Linked DNA regions of Mus musculus: region 2 is linked to region 1. A link is a contact called in public Hi-C data. All regions are on one chromosome and are shown on one strand. Each heading gives the region's core, a stretch centred on a gene start, on an enhancer-like site or on the middle of the called end of the contact. The rest is flanking DNA. Distances are from core to core; before and after follow the strand shown.

What was found. A called contact is a pair of places that touch in the nucleus more often than the background predicts.
Region 2: a contact with region 1 is called in a Hi-C map of bone marrow-derived macrophages, with 2.0 times the contacts expected there. The contact joins the promoter of Il13ra1 here to the enhancer-like site in region 1. A contact is called at or near these places in 7 of 484 Hi-C or Micro-C datasets (the AML12 cell line, the C2C12 cell line, bone marrow-derived macrophages and 2 more), 3 of 115 datasets of contacts at active chromatin or transcription factors (bone marrow-derived macrophages, embryonic fibroblasts and intestinal villus epithelium) and 2 of 9 other capture datasets (liver and pancreatic islet).

The regions. Positions count from the first base shown.
Region 1 is chrX:36,048,551-36,053,833 of GRCm38.p6, reverse strand. Dock11 (dedicator of cytokinesis 11) reads right to left here. Exons shown (of 53, transcript NM_001009947.3): 45 at 1,247-1,353. Among named protein-coding and RNA genes, the nearest start is that of Gm32904, 24 kb to the right of the region's middle. Within about 2 kb of position 3,328, at least 12 of the 459 cell types and tissues checked have an H3K27ac peak or open chromatin away from gene starts, as enhancers often do. A contact at or near this core is called in the C2C12 cell line, bone marrow-derived macrophages and intestinal villus epithelium, where this site is marked.
Region 2 is chrX:36,109,661-36,114,943 of GRCm38.p6, reverse strand. It overlaps Il13ra1 (interleukin 13 receptor, alpha 1), which reads right to left and starts at 2,836. Exons shown (of 11, transcript NM_133990.5): 1 at 2,669-2,836. The coding sequence starts at 2,750.

The sequences.
Region 1 (5,283 bases), core at 2,079-4,578:
TATCTGATCCTGATTTAACTTTGGTACCTGGTATCTGTCTAGAAATTTGTCCATTCATCCAGATTTTCCAGCTTTGTTGAGTATAGGCTTTTGTAGTAGTTTGCTTTTTGAGGCAGGGTTTCCTGTAGCTCAGGCTAGCCTCTTACTCTCTACGTACCAAAGGAGGGCTTGAAATTAAAACTTCTAATCCTCCCATCATTACCTCCGAAGTACTGAAGTATAGGCATGGATAAACTTAACCAGTTTATGCATAGCTGAATATCAAACTCAGGGGTTATGCATGCAAGACAAGTACTCTGCCAAGTGAGCTACATGCTTACCCTGGGCCTTTTACTATTCTGGCTTATGACATAATTGCCACACATCTGGACAATAAGATTGACCTTCCCCAGACTCTGTCTCCAGATTATGTCTAGTCACCTGTAATCCAGCTCTCATATCACAGCCATGTTAATCTCCTTACCTTATACCTCTGATTTTGCATATCACATACCTACATTCTTTCAATGACTATCTCCCGAGCAGAACTTGGAGAGCATAGTTCATCATTTTACAGTCCTTTTATCTCAAGTCAATAGGCTTGATCTTATGTTGGTGCTTAACAGATCTTTACTGATGGACAAGCAAAGCTGTTTTCTAACCATCTGCAGTAGGAAGCAGGGCGCTTCCATTCACACTACTTTGTTACAAATATCGTGCCTATTTTAAGTAAAAGACAATTTTAACTCTAGTTTTCTAGAGTCCCTTTTCACATGCTAGGTGGGATCTAGTCACAGAGATCATCGTATAAAGATGGTCAATAATGGAGGTTAAAAATAAGTTTTATTCATTTTATTTGTATGAGTATTTTGCCTACATGTATGTATATATACCACTGGAGTGTATGGTGTCCATGAAGGCCAGACGAGGGAATCAGGTCTCCTGAAACTAGAGTAAGAGATGGTTATGAACCACCATGTAAGTGCTGGGAATCAAATCTGGCTCCTCGGAAAGAACAAATGCTCTTAACCACTAAACCATTTTTCTAGCCATCTAAATGTTGTATTTTAAAACAAGATAATGGGAAGAGTTACTGAGACAAGATTCTATCCTGCCAACAGGAATTCCTTTGCCTAAACAGTTTTATTACTTAAAGCTTACCAACCCTTAGTCATTTTTCAATTTAAGCCAGATCTAGTAACATAATATAAATACAATTCAAAATGGGAAATTTCTATAAATGATGATGCATGCCCTGGGCTCTTACTTCACTGTAATGAACATCCATCATCCCGGCATCTTCTTTCATGGCTCCTTCTTCATCTATATTGGGAGTAATTTTCTTGAACGCTGAACACCCACTAGGGAATAATTCTGTGTGGAAAACCAGAAACGGACCATATTTATTACAAAAAAATTTGGTAAATAACAGATACCCTTAAAAGGATATGCTATTTTTAATAACTTATGACTTTGGGTCAAAGTCATATTTTAATAACTTATGACTTTGGGTCAAAGTCATAAGTACATGTTTCAGCTGTAAAAGTAATTTCATATATTCCTCAGATCTACTATATTCTATGGTTCTTCCTCCTGTACAAAGTGAGCCCAAATTCATTATAATAAGTAAGTTATGGTTTTGGTGCACGATCTGCAGTGGCTGGTGTAGATGATTTCCTAGTATAAAAATTATATTAAAATGCACATCTTTTCTATATTTGCTCTGTCCATATCATCTAGACAAGAGGGTGGACAATTTTTGTTTAACCACCGAAAGACCTTTGGTAATCATCTCTAGTGTTTAAATTTCGCTGAGACTTGGAAAGGGAAGTCAGTTAGTTATTGGAAGAGCCTAGCCCAGGATTTATGACAGACAGGAAGTGAAACAGATGGCAGAGATAAAACACCCTTGGAGAAACTGAGTGTGTCATAGATTTAAAAGTTAGATGAGCCTGTGTCACTGTATGAATTTGGATGTTTGTTTCTCTAGTATTTATAGTTTTTCATCATCATTACTACCACCACTACCATTATAGCAAGAATAATAATAGAAGTTTGTGAGAATTGCATGAACACTTGCTTGGAATAGAGCTTAGTGTAAAAGAAGGACTAAATGAATTATTATTGCTAAGTAAGCCTGTCAATATTTTAAAGTAACTTTCTCAAGATAAAATAAAAGAACTGCTGCCAGCTGGAGTCCTGGGAAGTTACCAGTAAACTGTAGCTGAAAAGAACTTTTACAACTGTGACCAAAATTGTTATTGTGGAGTGAGAATCTAGGTGGAGAAAGTCACATGGTGTCCCAACAGTCTGTGTTTTCTAGGATCTTGTGATTTAGAGGGGAACAAACAGGCACATTTCATATATGGCTGGCATCAAACTTATAACCATCCTCCTGTCTCTGCCTCCCAAGTGCTGAGAATGTGGGTGAGGTATACTCCACCTAGCTTTGACACGGAATCTTGATCTTAATGCTTCATAGTTATTGCTTCTACATTCCCACATGCCATTCTAGAGAAATAAAAATGGCAGCAGTCCAGGAAGGTACAAACAGTTTGAGTCCAAGTGACCCTGTGAAAAGAGTGAGTAGGATTTTGGAGGATGGGATTGCAGTGCCAATACTTAATTAGAAAAATGACTGGCAGTCAGAAGAAGAGTAAGAGGTAAGATCTTGGGGGGTGAGCATTAAAGGGGAAGCTGGAACTAGGAACAAACAAGGGAATGAAGTACTTTGTGAAATTTTAGCTATATGACACTGGATACGAAGACTTGGGAATGAAAACAGCATTACCCTATAAGGAATGAGAAAAAGAGACGCTATAGAGAAGGGAAATCACATATTTTGGGCTTATGGGAGAATCTGAAGCTCCAAAGTTTTGCTGAACGAGGATGTTATGTGGTGGTACAAAAATGCAGAAAACTTGACTCTTGTTTTCCCAGGGGAAAAGTGTTGTGCCCTCTCTCAGGAAAAGAGAAGAATGCCAAAGTCTCTAGAGAGTGAGATCCAGAACATGGCAAGGCTCTCAGACAAAATGAAAAGAAATTCTGACTTGTGTTGTATCTTATATTTGAGGACAAGAAAGAGTAACATAACAAATTCCCCATTATCACTGCTTCCACTGACTTGGGCAAAGGGAAGAGCCTGAGAATCTATCTATAAGCTATCTCTGGTACAAAGATCAGGGACCTGTTGGAAGGTGGGGTGGGGTCAATTGCAGATGCCCTTCCACTTTCATTTTCTTTTCTTTCTTCTTTTTTCTATGGGGAGGGGCAGGAATGGGATCAGATATCACACCATAGCTGGGACTCACTATGTGGTACAGGCTGGCCTCAGAATTCTAACCCTCCCACTCCTGAATACAGGCATGAGTCACCATTCCTGGCTTCCTCTTTTCCCTTTTCCTGGCACTTCAGTGCCCAAAACAAGGGGTTCAAGATTACAACAGTGGTCCTTCACTTAAGGTGACACCCCTAGGGACCAGGAAACTACCTGGCAGAACAAACTTTATTTTTATTAAAAGAAAGTCTAAATGATAGAACATTTGGTTCCAATATGTCAGCTAATTAGCATTCTATTACATCATGATTAAGAATATTTTTATAGTGCATTTCAAGAGAAATGGCTGCGGGGCCAGCTGAGGGTATAACTCAAAATAATGGAGGACTTGTGTACTATGTACATCACCCTGAGTTCCATCCCAGAGCGAGGGAGAGAAGGGTTGGGTGAAATGAGCTGAAAGTACAGTTCTTTGAGATGTCAGAAAACAAATTTTTGGTGCTACATACCAGTCAGGGATTTACAATGTAAATACTCTTTTTTTTTTTTTGTCTTCGGTACTAATGGACAATTAATTGAAAACAATAAGTTCTAGTGTGTCTTGATGATCATTGCTAAATGTAATTTAAAGCATATTTTGCTTGAAGAGTCAAGTCTTTTTTGGATTTTTTAAATACTGCTGGGTTGCAGAGTTCTCACATTAGATAGTGGCTATCCCTGGGCGCCAGGAAACCACCAGATAGAAGAAACTTTGTTTTTATTTTAAAAAGTCTACACGATAGAACATTTGCTTACAATGTGTCAGCTAGGCAGCATCTTATTCCATTTTCATTAAGAATATTTTTATAGTATGCTTAACTGATTTAGCTTAGTTAAGTATCTTGATACTATTCTCATAGTTTAAGCAGATAATTTAAAAAAGCTGTTTTGGATTCCTTTTTTCTTTCAATCATTAAAACTAAGGTGGAAAAACCCCCGAGGATTTCTACTCCTGCTGCCCTTTTAGAATAAGGTTTTCTAGTTTAAGATCGTTGATTTCTACAGGTTCAAAAATAGACAGCAGCCATAAATAAAAATATAAACAGCTCTCAAATTTAACATTTCTTTGTTTAAAATGCAAAACATCATTTTGCCCCTTAGCTCTTTGAGGTTGATGAGAGATAAACTTGAAAGAACCTTAGGAATATCATGAACTACATCAATGACAAGCTTGGGCTACATCCACTTGTTAAGACAGGTCAGATTGCCGATTAAGGTATCTGCCTAATGCTGAAATAACTAGAGCAAGATACACTTTTTCTAAACTTAAGGCCAGGCTAGTGGGGAGAAATCAATCTTGCTCTGAAGGTCTTTATACCCGTGAATAAAACACGATTCTTGGGAAGAATTTCTAACAGAATTACCTGTTTTCAAAATGGAAAGGCTTTATTTTCAATAGGCCTGGAACTCATATTTCAAGTGCCCACTAATTAGAAAGCTGGTGTAACAGGAAGCCAGTTTCTCCGGAAAGCATTTAAAACCAAAGAATGGTGTTTAAGAACCTCATGTGTGTCAATGGATATGGAATGGCCTGTGTGCAACTTTGATTTGTATTTTTAGGGCAACTTGACAAACATATCAGTGTTCTAATTTATAAAGATGAATTGGGTCTTATTTTGATCAATTCTTTCTCCATTAGAACTACTTGTAGGGACTGCCTGGACAGCTTGGTCCAAAAGCACATGCTTATTGTGCCTGTAGCCATTTTATCAATCCCCAGACCCCCTTGCCCCGACTAAGGAGAGAATGAAAACAATATATAGATTTGCTTTCTTTTTGATAAATCATTCTTAATTTTTGTTTAATATCAAGTCTTTGTACTTGTGAGCAAAACAAGATTCTCAGGAAGAATCTCTAATATAATTATGTATTGTCAAAATCTAGAGAGTTAATTCCTAATAATTCTTAATGAGTCTGGGACTATTTCTGGTTCATACTTTGTAGTCCACCCTAACTTGGAATTCATCATGTAGCCCAGGCTCTCTTGG
Region 2 (5,283 bases), core at 1,587-4,086, 62 kb before region 1:
AGACTCTTGACTAGCCACTTCCTCATCGTTTCTCCTGCTTTACCCCCACCACACACACACACACACACACACACACACACACATGCGTGCACACAGAAAATCATTTTTTTCCAAATTCTATCCTTCCCAATGGTCTATCTCGTTTGTTTTGTTCTGTGAAATTTCCAGCCTTCAGTTTCCTCTCTTCTGAATGCCTATTGTTTGGAGTACATGATCCAGATATTAGTATATGACTAATCTGCATATACTTTCATGGATCCTACCTAGTTCCTATACTAGTACAGTGGGAGGTATCTACCTAGCTCTTCTGCATGCCAAGATTAAACCATGCCCTAACATGGGCTATTGAGCTAAATAGACTAAACTACTAACTAAACTGTAGCCCCCTTATCATACCCTCTTTTTCTCTGTAGTACTTTATTGGACTGTGTATTTGGACAAACTAAATTTTACTTAACACAAAAAAAGCACACACCTTCTGCCCACAGTATATATTAGCTTCATGACACAAAGACTTGTGAAAATACAACTTTAAATTCAAAAGACATAAAACACTTAGAAAACTGCTGGAGAGACAGTAGACATGGACATTCTAGCTGTTATTAATGCCACAGTTTAGCTAGTGAGCCAACTTAGTAACCTAATACTTTTTAAATACTCAGCAGGATCAAAACTAGAGAAACACTTAAAATGTTCAGACGGAGCTCTCAACACCCAAACACAGAAACTACAATTAAAACCTTTGCTTAAAACCCATAGAGCACAATCTCTTCATTTCACCCACGAAAAGATTATCACATAGGGAGGGGATAATGACTAACTCTGAGTCTCACATCCAATGTCAGAGCCATAAAACCTTAAATCTCTGAGTAATTAAAGATAGCAAATGGTTTTTACACCATAGCACAAATGCAATATGTCTAATAGGGAAAATAATTTTTGTAGTCTAAGGTAGCGACAAACCATAGCGGGAAAAATAAATTGGGTTTGACAATCTTATTTGGAGGGTTCGTTGTTGTTTCAGGTGTGTGTGTGGGAAGGACCCTGCAGGAGGGAGTGTGTTGGAATGACACTGTGAAAATCAGGACATTAATAAGATCAGTGACCTTAGGTAAGTCTGTGGACTGCAGTTTTCCTATACCTATGAAAACCTGGAATCGTCAACTGAACTGGACACACTTCATAGGCAAAGATTATTCTGTATACTCTATAAAGTCCTAAGTCAACCTTCATAGCCTGGCTCAGAGCAAAACAAACAAGGCAAACACTTGAATAATTATCAGTGTGACTCAGCCCTAGAGCACTTAGCTAGCTTGCATGAAGCCCTTAGGTACCCTCTCCAGGAACCCAGGAAAAAAAGGGCAATTATTAACTGCTGAACTTAAGCATCCCTCAGATGTCACTCAACACTAATTTTTCAGTAAAGTCTTTCCACTCCACTCCGTGCCATTTACAGCTGTAACTCCCTACTCTCATCTTGTTTCTCTCCATAGCACTTTAGTGGTATGTGACATATCTTACCTTAACACAGAAACACACACCCTTTGCCAAGAGTACATGTAACTAGCTTCGTGACTCCAGGACTTGGTCCATTTTTCTCACTATTACATCCTCAGCCCCTAGAAACACCGCCTGTCATAGATACTACATATATTTTGTTGACAGAGCATGGGGATTTCCTAATTAACATTTCAGCTTTCGTTTCAAAACACAGCACACTTGGTAAACATTCGTTAGCAACTCTGTGTGTGTGTGTGTGTGTGTGTGTGTGTGTGTGTTGGAGAGAGAGAGAGAGAGAGAGAGAGAGAGAGAATAAAACCTATTTTAAAAGGCCCCGATTGCCACGCTTGCCAAGCCTAGTCCATGAGGAAATCATTCACCTTCGATTTTCACAGCAACTGCCAAGTTCATTAGTTAAAAATTGTTCACAAACATTAAGGCAATGGTGCAACTTCCTAAACAATGTACAACTTTTCTGTAAATTTAAGATTATCTTCCACGAAATACTGTTTATTAAAGTTGGAAGAGGTCTGTCCGGATGCTGGACAGGCGTTCTCAGCAGATTTCTTAATGCCAGAGGAAGCCTTGACCTCTTGTGTCCTTTTGCTACTAGGACTAAGATCCATCTTTAGACTCCCTTTAACTTCCACTGCTAAAAGCCACACTTCCAAACTGAGCATCTAAGAGGCTCAGGGCAAGGAGCCCTCAGGAAGTTCCAGCTCACCAGGACTTAGTCGCCATCCCAAGGTTCCTCATCCCTTCAAAGGCAAAGCCACTTTGTAAGAGTCATTTGAGCAAAAATCTGTTCCCTTCAGTCCCCTTCCTCTAGACGCCAGCCTTCTTGGCTCTTCCCTAGTGCTCAAGGGAAGTGAGATGGCCAGTCGCCGGGTCTGGCTCCCCCTCTCCCTGCCACAGAGCCTGGGAAATCCCCCCCGCACCCAGGTCCCTCAAATCCAACAGGATCACGGAGACTCAGCATGAAAGGCAAAGGCTGGCGACTTAGCACGGGACATCGAAGGGCCGACCACCTCAGTGCGCGCACCCTGACCAAGGCGATCGAACTCCTGGCGCCCCGCCGGCCCAAGTCCCTGCCAAGCCTCGTCCTTCTCACACACCACCACCACCCCCAACCCCCTGGTGGCTGTCACCAGCCGGGGACCACACTCACCTGTGGCCGCGGCAACTTGGCCCACGGTGGCGGTCCACAGTAGCAGCACCAACAGCTCGCCCAGCAGCGCTGGCCGCGCCATGCAGCCCCTCGCCTCGGAGCGTGGCCCGGCTGGAGCCGCGGCAGTCTCCGCCTCCTCTGTTCTTGCTCCCACTTCCCGGCCGCCGCGCGCTGGAGGCCAGAGCCGGCGCAGACGGGAAGGGCCGCCCCGCCCACGGCCGCAGGTAACCCGAGCGCGCGGGGGCGTCTGGGCGCAGGCAGTGGAAGGGATTGGGCGGGGCCGGCGGCTCTGAGACTCCCACCGAGTGACACCTGGCCTCCCTCCGCGCCACCACCTGTCACAGCTACCTGGGAGTCCTTTGGAAGACCCAAGGCGACTTCCCCTGGAGCTTTGTGGCAGGGCTCCAAAGACTGGCCTCTTCTCACTCCCACTTTGATCAGGATGTGTGGTTGTCCCGAGTGCCAAAGGCTGCACCCTGCTACACACTAGGGCAGGGTCATGTAGGAAAAGAACCTTGGCCTGGGAATCTGGAAACCTGGCATCTAGCCTTAGGTCTCTGAGCCCTTTGTTTCCGAAGTTCTGACTCCTAGAATAGTAATACCAACCTTCTTTATTTCTCTGGATGGACTTGGAAGTGTAGATTGGGGACTTTAGTGGCACCCTGCTTTGTGGAAGGGACAACGGTATATTTGAAAGCTGGTAATAATTGAATTGGGTTTTTAAAGTGACATTCCCGAAACAAGGGATAGTGTCACTATCCTGTGTACCTGTGTTGTTAAAACACACACTCAGCTTAATATAGTTTTAGGTTTCGAGGTACATACTATGGACAGGTATGGTGTTTCATGCCTGAGCACTGTGGCCTAGATTAAACAAGTGCTTAACAATTCTGGGACTGAAGTAGGATTGTCACCAATTACAGGAGAGGTGGGGGGGGGAGGGCGGGAGGGGGGAGAGGGCAGAGATTGAGAGGTTGTAAAGCTTAGTGAGTAAAGATGGAGGAAGAAGAAAACTGAGCCCTGCAAGTTGCCCTCTGACCTCCACGTGGGCACCATGGCATGTGTGTGCACATGCATGCACACCTACATAAGCATAATGAAAAACTGTGAAGACTATGTAAGGAGAAGGTATCGAAGATGTTGAAAGGCTGCACCTTGGAGCCATGAAGCTGGGTGCTGATGAGCATTTCTGAGATTAGGAAAGGAGAGGAACTGAGCAGCTTTGGGGGTTTTGTACTGCTGCTGTGGAAATCGCCCCAATCTGGGTGACTTAAAAAGCTCCATTCTAATACATTTCTGGATATCAGAAGTCTCATTAGGCGAAACCCAAGTGTAGGGAGAGCTACTTTTTGTCATGGAGATTCTAGAACATAAGCCCTTGCTTGAACTTTTCCAGCTGTGAGACACTGCCCACATTCCTTGGTTTGTTGCTGTACCACTAAATCCTCTGTTTCCATGGTCAAAATACATCTCTTTCTCTGACTCTGGCTAACCTATCTCCATTTTCTTTTTATAAAAATCACAATAATAATACACTAGCAAGATTTTGCTGAAAGGACCCTGATATAGCTGTCTCTTGTGAGACTATGCCAGGGCCTAGCAAACACAGAAGTGGATGCTCACAGTCAGCTATTGGATGGGTCACACGGCTCCCAATGAAGGAGCTAGAGAAAATACCCAAGGAGCTAAAGGGATCTGCAACCCCATAGGTGGAACAACATTATGAACTAACCAGTACCCCGGAGCTCTTGTCTCTAGCTGCATATGTATCAAAAGATGGCCTAGTGGGCCATCAGTGGAAAGAGAGGCCCATTGGTCGTGCAAACTTTATATGCCCCAGTACAGGGGAACACCAGGGCCAAAAAGTGGGAGTGGGTGGGTAGGGGAGTGGGGGGGGGGTATGGGGGACTTTTGGGATAGCATTGAAAATGTAATTGAGGAAAATACCTAATAAAAATATTTAAAAATAATCCACACATTTTAAAAGGCTTGATTTGGGGACCAAGGAGATGGTTCCATTGATAAAATGCTTGCCACACAAACACAAGGACCTGAATTTAGATCCCCAGCAGCAACATAAAAAGCCAGGCACAGAAGAGTGAACCTGGGGAAGTAGAGACAGGAATAGCCCTTGTAGCTTCAGGTTCAGGGAGACATTCTCTCTCAGAGAGAGAGAGAGAGAGAGAGAGAGAGAGAGAGAGAGAGAGAGAGAGATTGGGAAAGACACCTGATAATTGAACTCTGACCTCCACATGCACACAGGCAAGCACACACAAATCTATTGTTTAAGCCTTATTTATTCATATCTTCAAAGTCATTTTTTTTTACTATGTAAGGCAATATACTCTCAAGTGTTAGGCATTAGAACATGGATGGGGTTAAAAACACCACTATTTTTGTCACTCTTTTCCTGATAAAGAGCCATGTCTGGGTGGATGGTGACACCCACTGAAATGCATTTTGGTCACATTAAGTCAATAGAGATACCTGAAAGTAGCTATAAAAACGTTATCCATAAAATGGCTCATTATATATTTGATTATATATCTAGTCTCAACCTCACCCAGAGGCCATCAGAATGTTTGGTCTACCTAAACAAAGACTCCACTCTGGAA